Linked DNA regions of Pan troglodytes: region 1 is linked to region 2. A link is a contact called in public HiChIP or PLAC-seq data. All regions are on one chromosome and are shown on one strand. Each heading gives the region's core, a stretch centred on a gene start, on an enhancer-like site or on the middle of the called end of the contact. The rest is flanking DNA. Distances are from core to core; before and after follow the strand shown. Region 1 holds the start of BLCAP (BLCAP apoptosis inducing factor). Region 2 holds the start of MANBAL (mannosidase beta like).

Region 1 (6,393 bases), core at 3,031-5,530, 240 kb before region 2:
GGGAAGCCTTGGTAGGAAGTTGAGTTTGGCTCAGCAAAATTTTAGGGCAGAATGACCTTCCAGGTCTCTCAAGTCAAAGCCGGTGTTGATGGTGTTTCCACAGCCTGGAACTGAGCTGGGAAGGTGGAGCAATCTTGAGGACAGAGGCGAAAGGGTCCAGCTGAGCGGGAGCGAGTTCCATGTGCATTAGAAGCCCTGCCTCAGCTTCCCCAGTTTTCTGGGCCCCAGGGAGAAAGGGTTGGCCACTGAGGCCTTGTACATGCTAACACTCAGCCTGAAGTTACTGGAAGGTGGTATCCCCGCAAAACAGACCTGATCCTTGTTTAGCAGCATGTCACATTCCATGGGATGGCAGGACCCCTTCCTTTCTTCCATTTTTCTTGTTTTTGTTTTTGAGATGGAATCTCGCTCTGTCGCCCAGGCTGGAGTGCAGTGGTGCCATCTTGGCTCACTGCAACCTCCACCTCCCAGGTTCAAGTGATTCTCCTGCCTCAGCCTCCCGGGTAGCTGGGATTACAGGCGCGTGCCACCACACCCAGCTAATTTTTATATTTTTAGTAGAGACGGGGTTTCACCATGTTGGCCAGGCTGGTCTCAAATTCCTGACCTCATGATCCACCTGCCTTGGCCTCCCAAAGTGTTGGGATTACAGGCGTGAGCCACCACACCCAGCCCCTTTCTTCTATTTTTCTTGAGGTATAACATACGTAAAGTATATAAAGCCCCCAGTCTTTTTTCTTTCTTTTTCTTTCCCCCGAAACAGGGTCTCATTCTGTCGCCCAGACTGGAAAGCAGTGGCACGATCTTGGCTCACTGCAGCCTCTGCCTCCCGAAGTCCCCTAGTCTTATGGTGAATTTTTACTTGATGAATTTTCACTTACATAATCACCAGCCAGAAGAAGATATAATCCTTCCAGCACCCCAGAAAAGCTCTTCTTGCTCCTTTCCCATCCCTACTCCTGACCTGACCCAGGTAACTACCATTTTGATTTCTAACCCTATAGATTAGTTGAGCTTTATATGAATGGATTCATATGGTATGTACTGTTTTGTATCTAGCTTCTTTTAGTCCACATACTATATGTGAGATTAACTGGTGCTATTACATGTAACAGTAGTTTGTTCTTTTATATGTAAAACACAGTATTCCATTGCATGAATATGCCACAATTTATCCATTCTCCGGTGATGGACATTGAACTATTTCCAATTTGAGCTATGAATAAGTCTGCTATGAACATTCTTGCACAAGTCTCCATGTAAACATAGGCACTCATTTCTCTCGGGTACATACCTAGGAGTGGAAATTCTAGATCACAGCATAGGTGTATGTTTAGATTTTGTAGATACTGGTTTTCCAAAGTGGCTGTACCAATTTCCTCTGCCGTCAGCAGTGCAAGAATTTGTTGCTCCACAGCCTCTCAACATTCAGCTCTCTTTTTCTTTTTTTGTTAGTTTTTATTTCATAATCATAAACTCTGCAATCCACCTGGGCATGGAAGGGAACAAGGAAAACATGAAACCCAAAGGGAACTGCAGCGAGAGCACAAAGATTCTAGGATACTGGGAGCAAATGGGGTGGAAGGGTGCTCTCCTGAGCTACAGAAGGAATGGTCTGGTGGTGAAGACAAAACACAAGTCAAACTTATTGGAGTTGTCTACAGTCAGCAGTGGTGATCTTCTTGCTGGTCTTGCCATTCCTGGACCCAAAGCGCTCCATGGCCTCCACGATCTTCATGCCTTCTTTCACCTTGCCAAAGACTACATGCTTGCCATCCAACCACTCAGTCTTGGCAGTGCAGATGACAAACTGGGAACCGTTTGTGTTGGGTCCAGCATTTACCACGGACAAGATGCCAGGACCTGTATGCTTTAGGATGAAGTTCTCATCATCAGATTTCTCCCCACAGATGGACTTGCCACCAGTGCCATTATGGCATGTGAAGTCACCACCCTGACATATAAATCCTGGAATAATTCTGTGAAAGCAGGAAACCTTATAACCAAATCCTTTCTCTCCAGTGCTCACAGCACGAAAGTTTTCTGCTGTCTTTGGAATCTTGTCTGCAAATAGCTCGAAGGAGTAGGGGCCTAAGGGCGTGTCATCGACAGTGATGTCAAAGAACAAGGTGGGGCTGACCATGGCTGATAGTATGGGGATCCCAGCGGCATCTGCAAAGCCAGCTCTCTCTTTTTCTAAACAAGAGCTTCCACTACAAGACTCCTCTTGTCATTCAGTGTTGGATACTGGGTGTGGCTGCCATGGATGCATTGATCCTTTAGCCTGTAAGCAGCAGGATGGTGGGAGGCCACATTCAGGCCTGTTTTGAGTCTCAGCTGGAGGAGAAATGGACATCTCCTTGCTTTGGATGTGACCTCAGGAACTGGATAGCCATCTTGTGGCCATGAGCATAAACCAGCACAAGGACAGAAGATAAAATGAACCTCAGTCCTTGATGACACTGCCTAGCCACTGAGTGGCAGGCTACTTATTTTTTTAAGCCACCTGATGTAGTTGTGTGTTTAACTTGCAACATAAAAGATACAGTCCACCAACCTTCTTTATTCCCAAACCCCAACGGCTCCATTTCTGTTCTCTACAGCATCAGCCCCACTGAGCACTCCCTCCTTCCTGAAACCTCCTCTCTAGGACCCACACTCACTTGGTCCTCTTTCTACCCCACTGGCCACTGCTTCTTAGTCTCCTTTCCTGGATCCTCCTCTTCTTTTCTCTCCACCTTCTTTCACTTGCGTTCTCACCCAGCACCATGACCTTTGTATTGATGGCCCCCAGATATGTATCTCCTGCCCCAGCCTCCGTTCGCAGCTCCTGTGTCACATAAACCTGCCTACTCACCCTCTCTGCCTGCATGTTGCCCCGACATTTCAAACTTAACTTCTCAAAGCCGAACTTGATCTTCCCCCTCAGTCCGTTCCTCCTTCAGGCTTTATTGTCTTGGTCAAGGAATCTTTTACCCTTTCATTTACTCAAGGCTAAAACCTAGCGAGGAGTTATTGCCAATGCCTCCACATCCACCCACGTCCAATCTTCCACCCTTCCCTTCACCTCCCCAAGCCACCGCCCTGTCTGAGTCAGCATTGGCTTTTGTCTGGAAAGCTGCAACCACCTTCTAACTGGTCTGCCTACACCCACTCCTGAGTGCTTTCCAAGCCATGCGGCCTGGGTGGCCTTTCAGAAATCCAAATTTGCTATCCTTTTCCTGATGAAAATGGCTTCCCCTGACTCTCAAGAGAAAAGCCAAATTCAGTATGTAGCTGACCTGTTTTCTTCTGTGCTCACCTCACCCCAACTCTGCCGCTTCCCAGCTCCAGATCTGGGACAAATGTTCTTTCTGCCTAGAACATTTCCCCTCTCACTCTTACCCTAATCGCCCTTTGTTTCTCAACCTAAATGCCATCTTCCCAAGGAGGTTCCACCCTTTCCCTACATTAGTACTCCATTAATTTCTCCTAACACTCTCTACTTCTTCTCACAGCACTTCCCATGATGTGTAATCACGTATTGATTAAAGTCACTAATATACAGTGATTATATGACTGTCTCCCCGCCTACCCGCCATTAGACTGGCAGCGCCTTGAGGTCAGGGACACACCCAGGTTACCGACTCTACCTGCCCTTAGCACTGCGCTTGGGTACAGTAAGCGCCCAAGGAATATGCTTAATTAGCTAATAAATGACTACACGGACTCATTCAAGCCTCATAAAAGCCCTAAGGTGGGCATTTCAACAGAAGCCGGGTCGGGGTGGGCGAGGGGCTCGCTGGCCCAAGGTACGGGGCAAGTGGGGGAGCCGAGGCCTGACCCAAGGCAGTCCCAAGTTCTGAGCCCGGACCTTTCAGCTCCTGAGCCTTGGCTGCATGATGAAACGCTAGGGAGGGGGTGGACTTTGAGCCACGAGAAGGTTTTCCCGGAGTCCACGGACCATCCACGCGGGCAAGAACGAAGCGGGTTCACCAACAGGAACACAACCCGGCCCGCCCCGCGCTCACGGAGTAAGGATCACAATCTGCTGCATATGCATAAGGACACCCGGCCGCGCTTCGGGGATGTCCACACTGCGCCTGATAAAAATTATTCGGGCTTGAGGACCTCGGGGCTCCCAGAGTTTTGTAAAAGTGCGCACAAAGTCCTCAAAGGTGGTCTGTGGCGGATATTTACGGGAAATGGGGCGAGGGTGAGCCCCCTGTTCGGGCCGTGTGATCAGGCGTTTGCGGTAGACAGCCCGATCCCAGGATGGGTCCTCGGCCGGCTCGACTAGAAGACTAAGGGGGCGTCTCCCTGGCTTCCTGCGGCGTCGGTGGCGAGCTGAGGTGGAGGCAGGCTGCGGCAGACGGCGACAGTGGCGGCGGCGCCATGGCAGGGCTTGCAGGTACCGTGGCGTCAACCTGCTTGGGGCGGGATGAGAGGCCCTCCATGCGGCCGCGCCGCCATATTGTCCCTTCTGGGTCACCTTAGGCGTCGCCGGGTCCCCGTCACTGGGGTTTTCCTTCCGCATACCCCGGGAAGGCAGGGCGCCCCTGTCCGGCTTCAGGTGATTGCCGTGATTGGACCTAGCCTGGGCCTTGGGGGGTCCCTTCCCAGCCCGGAGGTGGGTCATAGTACTCCTGGGTGCTGGCTCTGGCCTTGTCCAAGGTCAGCGCCCTTGCAGGATGAGACAGGCAGAGCCGGGGGCACGGGGCTGGGAGCGCGACCACCATCTCTGCGGCCCCGGGTTCCACGGCAGGGTGCCCAGCTTGTGAGAGGCCTGTCACTCTGTCCCCATCAGTTTAGTTGCGTTGCTTTAGTTGCTTTTTTGTGGGGGGGGAGGTGGGGGGACGTGGGGGGGAGGGGAGAGAGGGTCTCCTGAGGCTCCGCTTCGGTGTCTGGGGTGATAGGCTGACGCTCTGCTAAGAGTCGCGGGCGCTTCTTACTCCCTCCAACTTTACATCAAGGGTGGACATCCCTTCCCTTTCCTTCTATAGACGTGGGGAGTGGCCCTCAAGGGCAGCTGAAGGAACGGAATGCCTGGCGCACTAATGGCCTGGAAAGGAAGCATGGGGGATGGGGGACAGTTGTTTTTTCCTTCCCCTTTCCAAATCTCCTTTAGTTTCCTTCCAGGCCTCCGTGTCCCATTTCATCGCCGAATGTTGGGAGATTGGGGTCTGTCCTCGGAAAGAAACAGCCTTTCTGTTTATAGGTTTGGATCGTCTATCCCTTTCAGGGAACTGGTGTGTTGGGGACGGCTTCTCTGCCCTGCCTGACATGGTCCAGTCATCCCGTCAGCCTTCTGGACGGCAACACCAAAGCTGGGACCAAAAAAAAGTTCCAGCTTAAGTGCTAATGCCAAGTGTTAGATCTTGTTTGCTTGTTTGTTTTAAATCAGAGACTAATTAATGTCAAGCAAATCTGTTAAAAGATTTGATCACGGGAAGCCTGGTCGGTTTCCAGTGACCAGGTCAATTCCATACCTGAAATTAGTCTTGTTAGAGTTGCTGCCAAAAACAGTTTAACCTTCAATCTGTAATATGTTGTTTCAAGGAGGAATCTGGGTTAGGCTGTCTTTTTTTGTTGTTGTTCTCCTATCTTTGAAACACATGCACTCCATTTCAAGCCTGTCCCTGTGCGATATACCAAGAACCACGCGTTGCCTGCCTCTCTGACTTCCTGCTCTGGAAATGCTCAGGAATCTGGATCCTGCTGGGGCATGCATGGGCCCTGTGGGAGGGCAAGTCGGGGAGGGGAGGATAAACAGGATCACTCCCAGGGAAGATGGTGACAACGTGTCTCTGGGGCATATAGAGGAAGTCAGAGGTTACTGGGGGAAAAGAGATAGTTGTTTGACTAGTGTTTTGTGTATGTGCATGAGTGCACACGTTTAAATCTCTGAGGGGGGGTGGGGGCGGTGGGGGGGGGAAGTTAACTGCAAATTCAGAATCTCCCTTTGGGGTGTTGGCTCCTGAGGAGATACACATTTCAAAATAGATATCTAGTAAATGGCTCACAGCAAACCTGCTCCCCGATCCAACAGTAATCCGTTGCCCAAGCTCAAGGAACTTGCCCCTGCCCTTCCCTGACAGCAGACATCCCTTCCTTCAGTGACAATTCAAATATTCCACAGATAAAGGTAACAGTGTCACATAGCACCCTGCACCCCTAAAAGTCAGGGTACCTAAACACCTCTGGACTTAACTTCAGTTCGTTAGGCTAAGAAACTAACATCCTGGAGTATTAGTCTCAAGGGTCTCTCACCTGTTGCTGGAGTCCCACAGCGCTATTCCCAATTCCTTCCCAACCGATCTGCTCTGTCCTTGGCCTTGTGGGGGCAAAGTCTTCTGGGAGCAATGATGGTTTAGGCAAAGGGGACATTCAGCACTGTGACTAAGGGCTGTGCAG
Region 2 (7,181 bases), core at 1,315-3,814:
GACTACTACCTCAAGCCAGGTGGCCCAAGCTAACAGATGTCAACAATGATAACTCATATCGATAGTATGTACCCTTGATATGATGTGATGAGAATAGCACTTTACTTCTGTGGTTGGATTAGTCCATTTTCATACCACTTTGAAGAAATACCCAAGACTGGGTAATTAATAAAGAAAAAGAGGTTTAATGGACTCACGGTTCCACATGGGTGGGTAGGCCTCACAATCACGGCAAAAGGCAAAGGGGAGGCAAGGGCATGTCTTATGTGACAGCAGGCAAGAGAGTGTGTGCAGGGGAACTGCCCTTTATAAAACCATCAGATCTCCTGAGACTTATTCACTATCAGGAGAATAGCATGGGAAAGACCCACCCCCATGATTCAATTGTCTCCCACCAGGACCCTCCCACAACATGGGGGGATTATGGGAGCTACAATTCAAGATGAGATTTGGGTGGGGACACAGCTGAACCCTATCAGTGGTCCTCCTCCCCAAAAACCCATTACCCTGATCTTACTCATGTCAAAAACAGGCAAATCCTAATTAAAGGTCCTTCTGCAAAATATCTGACCAGTCAGTACTATCTTCAAAACCCTCAAGTTCATCTAAAACAAGGAAAGTCTGAGAAACGATCACAGAGATGATGAGCCTCAAGAGATATGATGACTAAATGTAATAGGGTGCCCTGGATAATACCAGGACAGAAAAAGGACATTAGGGAAAAACTAAGGAAATGTGAATAAAGTACAGATTAGAGTTAATAATAATGTATCAATATTGGTTCAGTAATTGTGACAACATTTCAGATATTAGTAATAGGGGAAACGTGGGCTATATGGGCACTCACTGAAGTATCTTTGCGATAACTTTGTAAATCTAAAATTATTCTAAAACAAAAAGGTTATTGGGGAAAAAAAGAATGGGTCAACATTTCAAAACAAATAAATAAATAACCACTGAGACAAGTATAGCTCTCAAGACTTAGCAAATACTAAATCTTAAGACTGAAAAACTCAGATTTCACGACTGCCACAGGCCTTCATCTCCCAATGTTGTGTACTGTGCTGGTAGGCCATTCTTGGCTTCTAACGAAGTAACTTTAAATTCTGTCGTGAAAATTCAACTGAAAACAGACTGGGGAATAGAAACCAGTGTCAGAAGTTACTGTTTTAGGCCGGGCACAGTGGCTCATGCCAGTAATCCCAAACACTTTGGGAGGTCCAGGAGGAAGGATATCTTGCCTCCAGGAGTTCAAGACCAGGAAGGAAAACATAGTGAGACTCCATCTCTATTTCAACTTCTTTTTAATTAAAAAGAAAAAAAAGCCGGGTGTGGTGGCTCCCGCCTATAATCCCAACACTCTGGGAGGCCGAGGCGGGTGGATCACCTGAGGTCGGGAGTTTGAGACCAGCCTGGCCAACATGGTGAAACCCTGTCTCTACTAAAGATACAAAAATTAGCCGGGCGTGGTGGCACACGTCTGTAATCCCAGCTACTCGAAAAGCTGAGGCAGGAGAATCGCTTGAACCCAAGAAGCGGAGGTTGCAGTGAGCCAAGATCCCGCCACTGCCCTTCAGCGTGGACGAGAGAGAGACTCCGTCTCTAAATAAATAAATAGAATGGCTTTAAAAAAAAAAAAAAAAGGAAAGAAAAAGAAGTTACCGCTTTATGGCAATGGGTTGTACAGCCTGGCCCGGCCCATTAAAACAAATTCCTAAGAACCACGCAAAACTAGATTAGAATGCAAAGCTAAGCCACCTCTCTGGGCAAAGTCACACTGGTAGCCGGTGGGCTGAAACTGGTGTGCAGATGCCCTGCAAAATATAATTATTAATCTAAATGTGTTGTCACCATTTTAAAAATGTTTCTCATATTCATTTCTCGCTTCTCTTAGAATTCGTACAACAAACATGGACTGTGCACCTACTAAGGGCTTTACATTCACCACCTCGGTACCTCGCAGTACAAGCGTGTATGTCCATTTTAGAAGACGAAACTGAGGGCCAGAGAGGAACCGTGACTTGCCCACGGTAACAGAGCCATACGGATTCGAACCCTGGCCAGATTCACTCTGGAGCTCAGGGTTCTCCTACTGCTCCACCTGTGGGAGGAAAGGCACGGACCAGGCCATGAGGAGCCCTGGGTTCTGGCCCAGCCTCCGCACGAAAGCGCAGGGCTGCCCCAGGCGAGGCCCTCCGCCTCCCGGGGGGCTCAAATTCCCCTCCGGAAGTAACTTTCGAACAACCGCCGAGGGAACGTATTCAGGCCCTGAGCGGAGCGACAGCCGGGCCCACCAAGCGGCGCCGCTGGAGACAGGCCGGCCGGGAAAGCCAGGCCACCGCACCGAGGACGCCTCTCTCTCGGTTCCCGCCCCGCCGCAAAGGTGCGGCACTCACCTCCCGCGCCGCCGCGCCGCTCCCCCGGAAGTAGTTCCCTGCGACCCTGAGTCCCGGAAGTGACGCGCACTGAGCAACCAACCGGCTCTGTTCCGCCCACGTTGCCAGGTTTCTGGGTGAGGCACCGCTGGGTTTTGTCGACTTTTGTCCCTGTTCTGTGGGTTCGAGCTGGACAAAGAGGTTTGGGGAAATGAAATCTAGAGCTTGTCAATTCTTTAAGCTCCTATATCACTCAGCTCGTTTCAGCAACATTTTTGTTTAATTAAAAAGAAAACAAAAGAAGTTACTTCTCGGGGCTGGGCACGGTGGCTCACGCCTGTAATCCCAGCACTTTGGGAGGCCGAGGCGGACGGATCACTTGAAGTCAGGAGTTCGAGACCAGCCTGGTCAACATGGTGAAACCCCGTCTCTACCAAAAATACAAAAATTAGCCGGGCGTGGTGGCGGGCGCCTGTAATCCCAGCTGCTTGGGAGGCTGAGGCAAGAGAATCTCTTGAATCCCGGGAGGCAAAAGTTGCAGTGAGCCGAGATCGCGCCACTGCACTCCAGCCTGGGCGACAGAATGAGACTCTTCCTCAAAAAAAAAAAAAAAAGAAGAAGAAGTTATTCATCGCAATGGGCTGTATAGCTTGGCCCGTCTCATTGTAACAAATTCGTAAGAACTGCGCGAAACTAGATTAGAATTTTGTCCTATGCAAAGCTAAGCCATCTCCCAGAGCAGAGCACAGTCACAACTGGTAGCTGGTGAGCTAAAACGGGTATGTAGCTGTCCTGCAAAATGTTCATCTGGATGTGTTGTCACTATTTCAAAAGTGTTTCTCACGTTCATTTCCTTAATTTTATGCCAGGTCCTGAGCTAGGAGCCTACAATGCAGAGAGGAGACAAACAGAAACACCTCTTGTAATTCAGACAGAAACAAATCATTATAATTCATTCAAAAAGCATTCACTGAGCGCGTACTCTATGCTTTGTCCTGGTAACTGAGGACACAGTGCTAAAGCAGACACATACAGTCTCTGCCCTTGTGGTGCTTACAGTCCGTTGGAGGGAGACAGACTAATTAAATGAATGTGTAATCATATAACAGGATAAGTTTTTTGAAGGCAAAGAACAGTGTTCCATGATTAAGAAGGGGTGGGGGGCAAGTAGTCGGAGAAAAAGAAACCTAGATGAGAGTGTGATAACCAGCCTCCACCATAAACCCTGACGATTCTTGGCTCCTGATATCCATACCCCTCTGTAGTCACCTCCCACCAAGAATAAGACTGACCTGTATAACCCATAGGATATTGCGGAAATCTTGGAGCACGAGTTCCAAGATAAAGTCATAAAAGACATTGCAACTTCCTCTTTCTCTGTCTTGATTGCTCATGGGGAATCCATGTTGTGAGGACACTCAAGCAGTCCTATGGAGAGGCTCGCATGGGGAGTAACTGAGCTGCCTGCCAACAACCAGCTCCAACTTGCCAGCCATGTGTATGAGCCAAGTGGCTCCAGCAGTCCTAGTCAAGCTTTCAAATGACTGTGGCCTGGCCAAAATCTTCAATGTAAACTCAAGAGCAACCTTGAGCCAGAAATACTTTGCAATGCCACTTGAATGCCTGCCTCACAGAAATTGTGAAGTACTAAATGTTATTGTTTTAAGCTCCTAAGTTTTAGGATAATTGGTTATGCAGCCTAGATAACATACATAGAGGATCAAGGAACAGAGGTTAGATACCAGAGACTCCAAAAAAAAAAAAAAAAAAGAGAGAGAGAGACCTATCTTGCCCTAAAGGAATTCAGTCTCTTAGAAGACAAATAATACACTCAACATTCACTAATCCCATACTATGTGAGGTGGCATGGGGGACCCAAAATGCATAATTTATTCATTTAACAAATATTTATGGAGTTTCTACTGTGGATCATGCACTATGAAACTGGGAAGACAATGGTGAGTAGGTGGGATCCTACCCTGACTGCACAGACTAGGGGTCAATGTCTGTCACCCCCACTAATCAATCACACAGATAAATGTACACTTAAAAACCATGAGATGTGTTGGGAAGGAAGAAGGGGGAGCCATGAGAGAAGCAATAACATGGGAGATACAATCAAAAGAGAGGTGATGAGGGAAGACGTCCATGAGATCACATTTCTGGTAAGAAATGAAGAGTGGTGGCTCACGTCTATAATCCCAGCACTTTGGGAAGCTAAGGTGGACAGATTGCTTGAGCCCAGGAGTTTGAGATCAGCCTGGGCAACATGGCGAAACCCCGTCTCTACAAAAAATACCCAAAAAATTAGCCAGGCATGGTGGTGTGCACCTGTAGTCTCAGCTACTCGAGAGGCTGAGGCAGGACAATTGCTTGAACCTAGGAGGCAGAGGTTGCAGTGAGCCGAGGTCGCACCACTGCATTCCAGCCTGGGCAACAAAGCAATACTCCATCTCAAAAAAAGAAATGAAGAATGAGGAGGACTTTGCCAGGCAAAGAGAAGGAGGAAAAAGCACGATGGGTGGTGGAAAGGCTGGGTAGTGAGAAACGGCTTGGAGCCTAAGAATAGCTGAGGGGGTGACACTGAGGCCTGCAGGGTGCAGATGTTTAGGACAGGACTTACTACTTGCCCTGGAGAGACACACTGCAGGGTGTGAGTGAGGAGAGTGTTTTCTGGGTTGAATTGTGTCCCTCCAAAAAGCTGTGTTTGAGCCGTAACCCCCAGTACCTCGCAATGGGATCTTATTTGGAGATAGGAGCTTTACAAAGGTAATCAAGTTAAAATGAGAGTGTTAGGGTAGTCCCTAATCCAGTATGACTGCTGTACTTATAAAAAGGGGAAATTTTGACAGGGCGCGATGGCTCTTGCCTGTAGTCCCAGCACTTTAGGAGGCTGAGATGAGAGGATCGCTTGAGCTCAGGAGTTGGAGGCTGAAGTGAGTTATGATCGCACCTCTGCACTCCAGCCTGGGTGGTAGAGCAAGACCCTGTCTCTAAAAAAGGAAATAGTTTATTTTAAATGAGGGGGAACGTGGACACAGATGCACACATAGAGAGAACGTCATGTGAAGATGAAGGCAGATAGCAGGACGATGCCTCTACAGCCAAGGAACACCACAGATTGCCAGCAGGCCACCAGAAGCTAGTCAAGAGGCATGGGACAGGCTCCTCACAGCCCTCACAAGGTGCCACTGACGCTTTGATTTCAGATTCCTAGCCCCTAGAACTGGGAAAAAGTAAATATCTGTTGTTTAAACCATTCAGTTTGTGGTCCTTTGTTAGAGCAGCCCCAGCATACTAATCCAGGTGTGCAGGTGCTTTGAAACCTGTTACTCTCTGTATCCAAATGTAAAAGATCGCCCGAGTGACTGCTGCAGGCACAATGACAGGCACAGCTACTTGCTCACTCTCTAGAAGCTCTTAGAGGCCTCCAGCTGAGTTTTGCTGTCTCTGTGCCCTGCAAGGCTCCATGAGCACCACAGCACGGAGGAGAGCTTTGTGGCAGGCTTATTTCTATGCCTAATATCTATGCAAGGCACAGTGATTGCACAATGAAGAAGAAAAAGCCAAAAAAGCCGTAGCATCTTCTCTGAAAAATATTTTCTTAGAGTCACACTTGACTGAGTGAGCCAGTTTTGTATTAATTGTAGCTGCTGTTTATTGCATATTCATATGTGTAAAGGTGCCAAGCACTTTACACATATCAATATTCTCCCCCAGCACCCTATAAAGTAGGCATTACAGGTGAAGAAACCTAAGGCTGGAAAAGTTAAGCAGCTTCCCTAAGGCCTTGCAGAGTCTGCATGCATAACCTTTGCACTACCCAGCCGACCTGTGCATGTCAGATGAGTGTACACACATGAAAGCTCTAGGAAGAGGGGCAGGATCAGCAGGCACTGAAGTATCTAGGAAGGCCTCGTGAGGGAGGCAGCTCGATGTGGGTCCCAAATGATGGGCTGGATTTGGATGTGGAAAAGGGAAAGTAGAGGTACGAGATTTGCTTTTCCACCTTCAAGCCATTGCCTTTGTCGGTCTCTCTGTCTAGAATGCTGTCTTCTGGCTCTCCACAAGACAGGCTCATTCTCTTTCCGTAGGGCTCAGCCCCAATACCACCCATCCTGCCTCCCTCCCTCCCTCCCTTCCTTCTTTCTTTCTTTCTCTCTTTTTTTTTTTTTTTTTTTTTTTTTGTTTTTTGGTTTTTGGTTTTTTTTGAGACAAGGTCTCATTCTGTCTCCCAGGCTGGAGTGCAGTGGCATGATCTCAGCTCACTGCAACCTTCACCTCCCCAGCTCAAGCAATCCTTCCACCTCAGCCTCCTGAGTAGCTGGCACCACAGGCATGTGCCACCACACCCAGCTAATTTTCATATTTTTGGTAGAGATGGGGTTTTGTCACGTTAGCTAGGCTGGTCTCTAACTCCTGAGCTCAAGCGATCCACCTGCCTTGGCCTCGCAAAGTTCTGGAATTACAGGCATAAGCCACTGCACCGAGCCCCAATATCACCTTTTCAAGGCTCCACTGACCACCCTTTGCAGCTGACTGTTTATCCTAAGTGGCTGGTATTCCCCATCCCACATGCTCTTCTACCCAGTGACTGCTTTGAGCAATAGACAATTGTGGAAGAGATGCTGTGTCAGTTTCAAGCATGGTGTTGAACTGGCCTGGAAATCAGCCACCATGCAGAAAGAACAACTATCCCAAGACCACCGAGCTGTGAGAAGCTCAGGCCACATAGGGAGAAAGAGTGCAGGGAGCATCAGGCATCAGACCCAAGAGTGAAGAAGCCACCTCAGAGCGGTGGAGAGA

The links. HiChIP or PLAC-seq counts read pairs in DNA pulled down with a chosen protein or histone mark.
Region 1: an H3K4me3 HiChIP or PLAC-seq map of stem cell-derived excitatory neurons shows a contact between it and region 2, with 4 times the contacts expected there. The contact joins the promoter of BLCAP here to the promoter of MANBAL in region 2. A contact is called at or near these places in 2 of 7 Hi-C or Micro-C datasets (blood and induced pluripotent stem cells) and 1 of 1 datasets of contacts at active chromatin or transcription factors (stem cell-derived excitatory neurons).

The regions. Positions count from the first base shown.
Region 1 is chr21:43,763,953-43,770,345 of NHGRI_mPanTro3-v2.0_pri, reverse strand. It overlaps BLCAP (BLCAP apoptosis inducing factor), which reads left to right and starts at 4,280. Exons shown (of 2, transcript XM_530289.9): 1 at 4,280-4,390. LOC107970015 (peptidyl-prolyl cis-trans isomerase A-like) reads right to left here and starts at 4,016. Exons shown (of 1, transcript XM_054674768.2): 1 at 758-4,016. The coding sequence starts at 2,143. The coding sequence ends at 1,646.
Region 2 is chr21:43,523,023-43,530,203 of NHGRI_mPanTro3-v2.0_pri, reverse strand. MANBAL (mannosidase beta like) reads right to left here and starts at 2,564. Exons shown (of 4, transcript XM_016937891.4): 1 at 2,397-2,564.